2 separate regions of the Mus musculus genome follow, and region 2 is linked to region 1. The links are chromatin contacts, called in public promoter capture Hi-C maps. All regions are on one chromosome and are shown on one strand. The core of a region is the stretch at or near the end of the contact, and the rest is flanking DNA. Distances in the headings are between cores, read along the strand shown.

Region 1 (6,157 bases), core at 2,589-5,088:
TGAAGTGTGAACTCAGCTTCTCCACAAACAGGACTCCTGGGGAACTCAGAATGCATGTCATAGCAGCAGACACTGAAACCTGGCCAACAGAACTCTCAAGGCTACAAGAAAGAGACAGAGTCAAAGCTGTACAATAAGCATACACTTGCAGATCTGGTCAGGGACTGAGTCTGAAGAGGATCTTACACATTAGCTAAGAGTAGCTCTCCAGATGTTTGCAAGGACTGCATAGGGCTGGGTCCTGCATCTACAACTTGACCCAGGATGACAGAACTGCCATGGGGCATGTGTGACACTCAACACTGGTCTCCAGAACCACTGTCCAGAACATGCCGATCATTGGTGATTTGATCTTAAGAGAACAGAACAGATCTCTGAGAGCCCAGGCAGGACCTTCCAGAGACTCCAGAGAAGCCCACACCTAGCCCAGGAGGCATTCATACTCTGCCTGACTCAGCATTCTCTACCCCACTCAGCACCCTCTACTCTGTCCAGCACTTTCTCCTCTGACATTTATGTGAGCTTCACTGGCAATGTCAGCTTAGCTGGGCACCTCTGTTTTGCTCTGGTCCCATCCACCCCTTCTCTCTTTCAGTGTCAGCTTATAGGAAATGAGCTCTGGACTTTCCCTTCTGCTTTGTAAATTTCCCCATTGACTTTGCTATTACAACTTGAGATACTGAGATATCGATCACCTAACTGAGAGCTGTTAACAAGTATTTCCCAGCTTATTCTGTAGAGGTTGTAGTGGGCAGGCCTGCCTGTCCTCTACCATCTTTCTTCTTGAATTTCCTGGATTTGATGGCTGGTGGTCATGGTTAAGAAAGAGAATGACTGACTTTTCTGTATGAAATATGATGCAAAATAGTAGTGTTGGGTGTGGTGTGTAAAAGAATATCGTATATGGAACTTGGTTTCTACCTCAATTGTCTCAATAAAATGAAAACTATTAGAAGTTACAATATGCATAGTAGAAACTTGAAATCTTTAGCAAACACACACACACACACACACACACACACACACCTCAGGTCCTTATGGAGTCATTAAGGTTAACAGGGATGACATTGGTCAAGCAAACATGAAAATATGTACATAATTATACAAACAAGCCTTATGCCATGGCAGTCCACATCTGCTGGTCCTGTTCCAGGGTCAGGAACCCTGTCATTCTGTCCACACCAAGGCCATGCCAGACTCAGCAAGATTCCACACCAACCCAGAAGTGCAGATTCCACAACTAATCCACTTGCTGCTCAAGAGTAGTGGCTTCCCTGCAGGCCTGACTGAGGAGAGGCTAAGTATTGCATCTGGGATCCCAGGAAGGAAGAGCAAAATGGAAGCTGGGGATCCAGACTGAAAGTCAGAGGTGTGGACCTGAGGATGTCACCCCAGTGACCCATTCTGTATCTGATGCTACAGGAAGTTTCACGGCCACATCTGGCGATGCCCAGCTCACCCATGATGCATGGTAGGGAAGAAATGGTAGTTTCCTGTCTGAAACTGATTCCTGACTACAGTTCTGCCCTCAGGAGTCAGGGCAGGACCTTTCATTATTCATCTGTTTTCTGTGTGGATTCCAGTTCCTCTATGTTGGAATCTGTCCTTCCTGTTTGTGTTGAATGATCTCAGAATTGGCCTCTGAAGACAGCTAAGCAGGGACAGTGCAAGGGATAGCCTCACTGAGAGATCCCACTTCCCTGGTCTCCTCTGCCAGCCACTTCTTCTCACAGAGAAACTTCAGGGAAGATGCCATGTAGGAACATTCTGAAAAGGTGCCCATCTCTTCTCAGATTCTTTTGTTTCCTGGGAGTGCAATGGTGCCTCAAAAGGTATGAGATCCTGCCTCAACACACACACACAGGCACACGCACACGAACACACACACACACACACAATTGTCTCTGTGTTTGTCTCTCCCCCTTCCTCTCTCCCCACCCTTGTCAGATACAGATGCTAAGCCCATTCCAGTAGTGACTCGTGTGACAGGACTAGAAACCTGGACACAGTCCAGAGGTGAAAAGTTCACGGAAACTTAATCTCCTGGAAACGTGGCATCCCGTATAACGAATGCTCCAAACTTGTCCTTGCGAATGGATCTGTGTGCTTTCTTTCAGTATGGTTTTGTTACAGGTGCCTCCAAGCAACGACTTGCTAAATACCTAAGCAAAATTGAACTTTGCTTCCTGGCCTTCACCAATACCTTGAGCTGACCCTGGGTTTGGAATTCAGTAAGAATGTTGCCTATTCAGTGACATTCAGAATTGACTCTAGTATTTTAAGAGAGATAGTGAAAGAAATCAGGCATTACTATCTACTACATAGAGTTAGAAATCTCAGGGCAAGCTTAGCAAAGTAAGTTTAGAATTCTTATTATAGTTATATATGGCAGACTACACTACTTATTAATAGAAAGTTCCCCCCGCCCCCCACAATCACTTAAAATAAAAGCCGAGTCACTCACATATACAGGAAATTACAGTGGTTTAGGAAGTAGATCGGGCTGTGATTTGAGAAGGAACTAGAATATTGCAATATTTATGAGAAGGTTAGCTAGAGCGGAACTCCCTAATTAGAACTATGGCTTGGGCATGAAAGCACTTGCCCCGGGAGTGTAAAGACCTCACACCTGGCTTCTAAGAATATAGCTGACCTTAGATAGAGCTGACTTTGTCTCAGTTGTTTTATTGCCCACTTCCTGCCAGTCTTTATGTTTGCATTTCCCTGTTTTGTGTAAGAGTCATTAAGCATCCGGTAACCTCATTGTTCCTTGCCAATGTGTCACCTAACTGCCCTATTTTCTTCTGCGTTAAAAGTTTGATGCTCAATTTGACAAATTACATTCAGATACCGCCTCCCTTGTGTTTGTATTTGTTTGCTATCCATGCCAACTCCTTGTCTGCCTGTAACCAGAACCCGAGTTTCGCCTGTGGATCGAGGACCCAAGTGAGGTCCGTCTGCGGCACACAGAGATACTACAGATCGAGATGAGTATACAAAGGTATTTATTGACTAGAAAAGGTCTTTTCAGCTAAAGTAAAGGAAGCCAGGGATAGGTTTCATGAGGACAGGTGCTGATATGCAGCGCAGACAGAGGAATTCGTTCTTCACTACTATGATCTCGGCAGTAGCAGATGAGGGAAGGTACAAAGTGCTGGCACTGGAGCTAAAATAGCCGATCCAAGTGAACCGGAACTACTGGATAGGTGGGACGGTCCTTTGGAGTTCTGGGGTTACAGGCAACTGTGTAGGACTTCTTTGCTCCTGTTGTTTTGTATCTGCAGTGGGTATAATTCCTTGCCCGTTTTGTGAGTTTACAGATAGTTACAGATACCTTAGATGAACTATCATGACAATTTGGACTTGTCCCGTCTTTGCAAGTCTTGGGTGGATTGTGACACACACGGACAACATCAGCAAAAGTTGTATGAAGAAAAGTATTCAAGTCCTTACATTTTCCTGTATACTTGTTAACGACCCGCATTGCATCATCACATTTGGGAGAGGATTTCTTATAGATATGCTGGATGTCAAACTTCTGGGAAGGGGTTGGTCGCTGGCATGAGACAAGCGTTAGGACAAGTCCCAGCAGCAGCAGGAGACAAAGTCTGGATTCAAGCAGCTTCAGACCCATGTTTCCTGTGAGGACAGAAGAGAAGTGACTACTTCCACCCTACCTCAGTTTTCCATATCTCTTCCTGAAGGCCCTCTGCTGTCACTGTGGGTCCACGGTGGGACTTCTCCTGGACACTGTCCCATCACTGCCCCTCCTGTCCCAGGCCCAGACAGTCAGTGTCTTACCCAGTCTGCTTTGTGGCTCCCGTGGAACTGAGCGCTGGTTGTCCTGGAAATCAGGGATAATGGGTGAGCTCCACTTGGGTCCATAGATATACAGCAGGCTCTGTGGGTGGAGTTGGTGCAGAACCCACACATTGGTACATTGCCTGCTTGTGCAACCAGCCTTCTGTTTCTTCACTTGGCCAAGTCATGGTGCTTCTGGCTCCATTGTAAGGAATAAATTCCAAGTCCTCTTGTGCAGGGCAGTTTGAAGTCTGAATCTGAACTCTACATAGAAATCCTTTTGATTGGCTGCACACTTCATAACTGTTTTCAGTAATGGACAGACCAAGTTTTCTATTAGCCTGGGTACACAGTTAGAAATAAAAAGCTTTGGAAAGCCAGAATCATAAGAGACATTTTCATTTCTGTCTTTCATTTTTAAACTTATATGATGTTGGGGTGTGCAGAGATAGCTCAGTGGTTAAGAGCACCTGATGCTCTCCCAGAGCACCCAAGATTGGTTTCAGCACAGATGCTGGGTTGCTTACAACTGCCTGTAACTTTATTCCAGGTCATCTTATGTCTTCTAATAGCATCAGTTGGCATGTTCATACACATGTGCACAGACACACAGAGACACATAAGTAAAAATAATCCTTAGGGATCGGTGAGATGTCAGTGATTATGAGAACCTCCCCTCTTCCAGATTCCTTCCCTTCCAGAGCACCCCAGTTTGTCACCCGGAGGCCACAACTGCAGATAACTTCAGGTCCACAGAATCTGACACCTGTATAGTTTTTGTTAGTACCTGTACATGCATGGCACATATCAGTCCAGATACATGTGAAATTAAAAAATAAACTATAAAAATTGCATTTAGAAACAATAAGAAAACACTGTACTCCTATTGCACAGTATCTTTCTTATTGGTTCCTGTAAAAGATTCCTTTGTACATTTCCATCTACCCTCATTTGCTCCAGACTTAGTACTAATGAACTATTTTACACCATGGATGCTCAGGAGAGCACTATTTTATCTAAGATGCCAGAGTTACTATTAGCCAATGTTAAAACAGATATATTAATGTAATGGAAATTTTATTTGTTTTTCTTTGTGCTGGGGTTTGAACCTGGAACCTTGTGCACCCTGTCCCTGAGCTATATTTGCAGCATCAAATACTTTAAGAGATTTGGCTTCAACAGATTAAATACCTCTCTAAGGTTTTTTGTTTGTTTGTTTTGTTTTTTTGGTTTTGTTTTTTGTTTTTTGTTTTTGTTATCCAAATCTCCCTTGCATTCCAATCCACTCACATATCCCCAGAACTGCTCCCAATTCTGCAGTGAAGTAAAGTCAGGGTAACATCTTGGTAGTAAGTCCTTGAGTTTTTTCTTTCCAAAACTTGATGAATATCATAGGGCATTGTCTCAAGAAATACTTCCTCACTTGACCTATAAGCCACAGTGAGAATTTTGCTGTCCCAATTGATAGGTGTCTATTTGCAGAATCCATTGTTGAGAGATTGTATCCAAAACTTGGAATTTCTCCAACCCTGGAATCCTCTTGCAATGACTACTCTTGACCTACCTACTGACTGAAAGATGCCCAATGCCAACACAGTATTTGACATATCTCTGCCCAGTGCTCGGGCTGTCTATGGAAATGACAGTGCACAGCTCTTATAAAATTGTCACAGTAACCCATCTTTTAGGGACTGATCTTTTGGAGGTGCTAAGGAGTGTTGAGTAGGGTGTCACTCTGGGGCCTGGGTTTGGTTTGAACTTGTTTAGAAACCCAGATTGGATTCAATTTTTCTATCCTTCTGACTAGGCTGGAAGTTCTAGGGTCCCAGGCTTTCACTTCCAGATCTAGCTTATGAGCCAGGTTGTAAGCAGCCTGTGCTGCTGTGAGTGGATGCTCAGCTTTAGGAAGTAAGACTCAATAAGGATAAGCTAGGATGCCGTGGCCTTGCCCTTGAAGGATGTTTTGGGTCCCTGTGCCCTTTCCTGTCCTCCTTTCTTCTGCCACGACCTTGAACAGTTTTGCTTTAATACACATGTCCCACCATGGGCTTTTCTGTGCCACAGACCCCCAAACATGAAAGCCACCTGACAGGATATCTTTGACACTAGAATCAAACGAATCACTGTTTCTTTCAAACCATCTGTCTCAGGTATTAATCAAGTATTGGAAAGCTGATTTGTAGCAGGATACAAGTTAATTTAACTCTGATTTATAAAGCTCAAGGTATATTTGGTCCAGGGGCTCTAAAGTTTTCTCTTTTATGTTATATGACCTTCTGTCATCTCTTTGAAAGGCTATTTATTGAAGAAAAGCTGATCTTGATCCTTTTGACCAGGTTTCTGCAAGTACATAGGG
Region 2 (6,312 bases), core at 710-3,209, 94 kb before region 1:
ATTCCACCTCACACCAGTCAGAATGGCTAAGATCAAAAATTCAGGTGACAGCAGACGCTGGCGTGGATGTGGAGAAAGAGGAACACTCCTCCATTGTTGGTGGGAGTGCAGGCTTGTACAACCACTCTGGAAATCAGTCTGGCGGTTCCTCAGAAAACTGGACATAGTACTAGCGGAGGATCCAGCAATACCTCTCCTGGGCATTGAAGATGCCCCAACTGGTAAGAAGGACACATGCTCCACTATGTTCATAGCAGCCTTATTTATAATAGCCAGAAGCTGGAAAGAACCCAGATGCCCCTCAACAGAGGAATGGATACAGAAAATGTGGTACATCTACACAATGGAGTACTACTCAGCTATTAAAAAGAATGAATTTATGAAATTCCTAGCCAAATGGATGGACCTGGAGGGCATCATCCTGAGTGAGGTATCACATTCACAAAGAAACTCACACAATATGTACTCACTGATAAGTGGATATTAGCCCCAAACCTAGGATACCCAAGATATAAGTTATAATTTGCTAAACACATGAAACTCAAGAAGAATGAAGACTGAAGTGTGGGCACTATGCCCCTCCTTAGAATTGGGAACAAAACACCCATGGAAGGAGTTACAGAGACAAAGTTTGGAGCTGAGATGAAAGGATGGACCACATAGAGACTGCCATATCCAGGGATCCACCCCATAATCAGCATCCAAACGCTGACACCATTGCATACCCTAGCAAGATTTTATCGAAAGGACCCAGATGTAGCTGTCTCTTTTGATACTATGCCGGAGCCTAGCAAACACAGAAGTGGATGCTCACAGTCAGCTAATGGATGGATCACAGGGCTCCCAATGGAGGAGCTAGAGAAAGTAGCCAAGGAGCTAAAGGGAACTGCAACCCTATAGGTGGAACAATAATATGTACTAAGCAGTACCCCGGAGCTCTTGTCTTTAGCTGCATATGTATCAAAAGATGGCCTAGTCAGCCATCACTGGAAAGAGAGGCCCATTGGACTTGCAAACTTTATATGCCCCAGTACAGGGGAACACCAGGGCCAAAAAGGGGGAGTGGGTGGGCAGGGGAGTGGGGGTGGGTGGATATGGGGGACTTTTGGTATAGCATTGGAAATGTAAATGAGCTAAATACCTAATAAAAAATGGAAAAAAAAAATAATACTAGTTCTGGAGGCAAATGTGGGTAGTTGGAAATGTAGAAATGAATCTTATACAGGAAACAATCAGAAAAATACTATGCAGTGTGGCCTCTGGGTGGCATACTAGGGTCCTCTCGAAGGGAAGGAATCTGGAAGAGGGGAAGCTCTCTTAAGCACTGACATCTCACCGATCCCTAAGACTTATTTTCACCTATGTGTCTCTGTGTGTCTGTGCACATGTGTGTGAACATGCCAACAGATGCTATTAGACGACGTCAGATGTCCTGAAATGCAGTTGCAGGCAGTTGTAAGCCACCCAGCATAGGTGCTGAAACCAACGTTGGGTCCTCTGGGAGAGCATCAAGTGCTCTTATCCACTTAGCCATCTCTGCACACTACAACATCATAAAATTTTAAAGATCAAGGATAGAAATGTCAATATCTCTTATGATCCTGGCTTGGTTAATAAATGTGTAGACAGGCTAGTAGAAAACTTGGTCTGTCCATTACCGAGAACAGTCATAAGTGTGCAGCCAATCAACAGGCAATACAGAGATTTCTATGTAGAGTTCAGATTCAGACTTCAAACTGCATTGCATAAAAGGACTTGGATTTGATTCCTCAAAATGGAAACAGTAGCACCATGGCTTGACCAAGTGAAGAAATAGAAGGCTGGTTGCATCAGCAGGCAATGTACCAATGTGTGGGTTCTGCATGTTGAAGACTCTGAGCCACCAGCTCCACCCACAGAGCCTGCTCTATATCTATGGGCCCAAGTGGAACTCACCCATTATCCCTGATTTCCAGGACAGCCAGCGCTCAGTTCCACGGGAGCCACAAAGCAGACTGGGTAAGACACTGACTGTCTAGGTCTGGGACAGGGTGGCAAATGATGGGACAGTGTCCAGAAAATGTGACACTGTGGACCCAAGTGACAACAGAGGGCCTTCAGGAAGAGATAGGGAAAACAGAGTTAGGGTGGGAATAGCCGCTTCTCTTCTGTTCTCACAGGAAACATGGGTCTGGAGCAACTTGAGTCTCGACTTTGTCTCCTGCTGCTGCTGGGACATGTCCTAATGCTTGCCTCATGCCAGCCATTGACCCCCTCCCGGTGGTTTGACATCCAGCATATCTATAACAGAGCCTATCCCCGATGTGATGATGCAATGCGGGCCGTTAACAGTTACACAGGAGTGTGTAAAGACATAAATACTTTTCTTCATACAACTTTTGCTAATGTTGTCCGTGTGTGTCATAATCCACGTAAGATCTGCAAAAATGGGATAAGTAGAAATTGTCATGATAGTTCAAATCGGGTACAAGTAACTATCTGTATACTCACAACTCCGGCCAGTCATTATTCCAACTGCAGATACCGAACAACAAGATCAATGAAGTACTACACAGTTGCCTGTGACCCCAGAACTCCTCAGGACAGTCCCATGTATCCAGTGGTTCCAGTTCACTTGGATGGGATATTTTAGCTCCAGTGCCAGCACTTTGTACCTTCATTCATCGGCTACTGCCAAGATCATAGTTGGGAAGAACCGAGTCCTCTGTTTGCACTGCATGTCAGCATCTGTCCTCATGAAACCTGTTGCTGACTCCCTTTAATTTAGCTGAACAAAAAGTTTCTAATCAATAAACACTTTTGCACACAAATCTAGATCTCTGGTATCTCTGTTTCTGACAGGGTCACAGAGAGAGGAAGCAGAAGAGACACACACACAGAAGTGTGTGTGTGTGTGTGTGTGTGTGTGTGTGTGTGTGTGTGTGTGTGTGTGTGTGTAGAGGCATGACCTCATACCAACTGAGGCATCTACGCAGTGCCTGGGAACAAATGAATCTGAGAAGAGATCAGCATCTTTCCAGAATGTTCCCACACAACATCTTCCCTGAAGTTTCTCTGTGGGAAAGAAGTGACTGGCAGAGGAAACCAGGGAACTGGGATCTCTCAGTGAGGCTATCCCTTGCCCTCTCCTTGTATAGCTGTCCTTAGAGGTCAATTGTGAGATCATTCAACACAAACCAGCAAGGACAGGTTCCAAGATAGGGGAACTTGAATCTATATAGAAAAGAGATGAATAATGAGAGGTCCTGCCCTGACTCCTGTGGACAGAGACAGAACTATAGTCAGGAATTAGTTTCAGACAGGGAGGTGCCATTCCTTTAAGGACATGGGCAACCCTGTATCACCAGATGTGGCTGTGAGCCTTCCTGCAGTGTCAGATGCAGAATGAAACAGAGGGGTGACATCCTCAGTTCCATATGTCTGACTTTCAGTCTGGATCCCCAGTTTCCATTTTGCTGTTCCTTTCTGGGCTCCCAGATGCAATACTTGGTCTCTCCTCCCCACTGGGTAGTGGTGGTTCTTCCTGCTCTCAATGGACCACAGTCAGGGATGCAGGGAAGCCACTCCACTGGAAACAGCAAATGGATTTGTTGTGGAATCTTCCATTCTGGGTTGGTGTGGAACCTTGCTGAGTCTGGCATGGCCTTGGTGGAGACAGAATGACAGGATTCCTGCCCCTGATACAGGACCAGCAGATGTGGACTGCCATGGCATAAGGTTTGTTTGTATAATAATGTACATATTTTCATGTTCCTTCAAGCAATGTCCTCCCTATTAACCTTAATGACTGCATAAGGATCTGAGGTAGCATGAGTCCGGGTGGCAAAGGTTTGGCTAATGTCTTAGCAGAATGGTCCAGTCTGGCACCTTCAGTACAGCCTTACAGACTGTGGAAAGAATTTTTAAAAATGAGTTTGAAAATATATAATTTCTCAACGATGTGAAAATTAAGGATGTGATATGGATTATAAGAGGGGCTTCATGAATGTGAAGGAACAGAGGCAACTACTCTACAAACCAGGTTGTCAGAAAGAAACAAATGCAGGCACATTCCTGAGTTGAAGGTCAGCCTGGGACACAACAAGTCAAGGCCTAAGTGGGAGTAGAAATGTTAATTTTAGGACTAGAAATTTCAGGTCTCACCTAGCTAGTTTACCATCTCTGCTTGTCAGAGGCAGGCAGATGTCTGAATTCTTTTGCAATGTTAAAAGAAAATATGTTCTTGCTGTTTCCTAAGAATAAATGTCCTGGGGTCACAGGATGCTGAATCATAGTATAATCAAAAGGAAACTTAGAGAGCTGTCCAGAGATATTCAGAAAAAGTAGATCTGAGAGAAAAAAAGCAGAACAGAGAGAAAGCAGGCTAGAAAGATGTCTCCAGCAGAACATAGGATGCCAGCTTAGACCCACAATTTGACTTCGAGTGGTTTGTTTTTGCTGCTCTCAGACACTCCTTGTCTCAGAACCCATCACCAACCTGAGGCTGGTCCTTGGCAGAATCTGCACTTTTCACACGAATGCTACATTTGGGAAAATTTAGAGGTTGACATAATCTACTGATTTCAGGTGAAATTGGGTACAGCCTAAGGGTCTCACTATGTAGCTCTGTCTGTCCTGGAGCTTACTTTGTAGACCAGGCTGGTTTTGAACTCACAAAAAACTTTTACATTTTTACTAATACTTTCGTTGCCTAAGGCTATTTTTAAGACGTGGTAAGAAACAAGTTTTTGTCTGCTCAAGAAACTTTCAGGTCTGGTGTAGATCTTAAAATTACTTTAACTCTCCCGGTAGGTCATGGTTAGATTTACCATCAAGCATAGCAAACCTAACAATGGAGGAACAGGGCTCTCAATGTGTGCTAAATTATCTAATTACCAGCAGAACATAACCAGAAGGAAATTCAGAAGTCAAGCTTCCTGAAGAGAATTGCAGGGGACAGAAAGAATAGTAACACAAGGGGGACCCATGTGTGTTTTCTACAGACAGTGTCTCCCTGGCCGTCATCAGACAGAACCAACTGTGTAACTGGCAGGAATCCATGAAGTTCAGACCCTTGCTTAGAGAGGTTAAGAAGCAATGGTTTCCTGGCAGTGCTCAGAGGAAGAGTGTTGATCAGAGGCAGATACAACCTAAGATGCACACTCTGTTGTGCAGAATGTGACTGTTGGGAGGCAGGACTGGAACTGTGGGTTCCAATCAGGAGCTCATTCTCCAAGCCTAATAAGACTTGGATCCATGCAATAGATTAGAGCAGGCATGATGGTCTAGAGTTACAACAGGCATGTGAGGGCTTGGAATGTAGCTCAGTTGGCAGTGCTTGCCTACCATGTACAGAATCCTGGGTCCAGTGCCTAGCACTGCATGGACAGAGCATCCCATAATCCTAGTATCTTGAGGTAGAGACAAGAGGATGGAGAGTGTGAAACCATCCTATGCTACCCTGTGAGTTTGAGGCTAACTTGAATATCTGAGACCCTGTCTCCAAAAACAAAAGCAAAAACCAAACCAACCAAACACCACCACCAACCCTGTGGGCCATTGCATGTTCCTGCCCTCTTTTCTGTGGTCACTTTCTCCCTGCCATTTCCAACCTCTCCAGTCACATGCTCCAGACATAGCCACAGCTTTTCTGCCTGGGAGCAGGGTGACTCAGCCAAATATGGAGGCCTATGTGCAATCAGAACACCATGACAGGGCTCTGTCATCTAAGACTTCTATTGGTTTCTAGTCAGCACCACAGACTCCCCATGCTCTAGAGAGGTTCCCTGTTGACAACAGCACTCTCCTGGGACAGAGTCCTTTCTAGCACTCTCTCCCTCAAAGCCTCTTTTCTGGTGGCCATTTTCTGTCTCTTGTTCTCTACTCACATACACTAACACAAGTCCTCACACTTAACATTTGAAGCTAATGTCTACATGTCAGAGAGCATATGACCCTTGTCTCACTGAGCCTGGGGTACTTCACTTAAGATTCTGTCCAGTTTCAACAATTTCTGGAAAACTTGACTTCTTTCCATCTGAATGGAACTCCTTTGTGCAAAGGTGTCCCATATTCAGTCATCTATGAATGAACAGGAATGTGCTCAACAGTGGGATAGCTGGATCAGATGGTAGATTGTGGAGAAACTGCCACACTGATTTCAATGTGGCCATGCCAGCTTACACTCCTGCCAGTAGGAAACAAGGCTTGGGCTTTCCCTGGATCCTCACTAGCATTTGTGGTCCGTGCTTTCTTGGTGCTAGCCACAGTGACCTGGGTGAGATGCAGTCTTAAGCTGTTGAGTGGGGGAGAGGGGGGGGGCGTTTCATTTGT

Evidence for each region. Promoter capture Hi-C pulls out the DNA fragments that hold promoters and counts their contacts.
Region 2: a contact with region 1 is called in a promoter capture Hi-C map of macrophages, with 6 read pairs. The contact joins the promoter of Rnase2a here to the promoter of Rnase2b in region 1. A contact is called at or near these places in 5 of 39 promoter capture datasets (Sertoli cells, embryonic stem cells and macrophages), 10 of 15 datasets of contacts at CTCF or cohesin (the NIH/3T3 cell line, embryonic stem cells, hippocampal excitatory neurons and 3 more), 197 of 484 Hi-C or Micro-C datasets (8-cell embryo, the AML12 cell line, the AtT-20 cell line and 103 more), 35 of 115 datasets of contacts at active chromatin or transcription factors (PVALB interneurons, astrocytes, bone marrow-derived dendritic cells and 17 more) and 7 of 9 other capture datasets (adipose tissue, embryonic stem cells, embryonic tail and 4 more).

The regions. Positions count from the first base shown.
Region 1 is chr14:51,159,941-51,166,097 of GRCm38.p6, reverse strand. It overlaps Rnase2b (ribonuclease, RNase A family, 2B (liver, eosinophil-derived neurotoxin)), which reads right to left and starts at 3,838. Exons shown (of 1, transcript NM_019398.2): 1 at 3,080-3,838. The coding sequence starts at 3,634. The coding sequence ends at 3,167.
Region 2 is chr14:51,251,759-51,258,070 of GRCm38.p6, reverse strand. Rnase2a (ribonuclease, RNase A family, 2A (liver, eosinophil-derived neurotoxin)) reads left to right here and starts at 1,959. Exons shown (of 2, transcript NM_053113.2): 1 at 1,959-1,998; 2 at 2,160-2,810. The coding sequence starts at 2,165. The coding sequence ends at 2,632.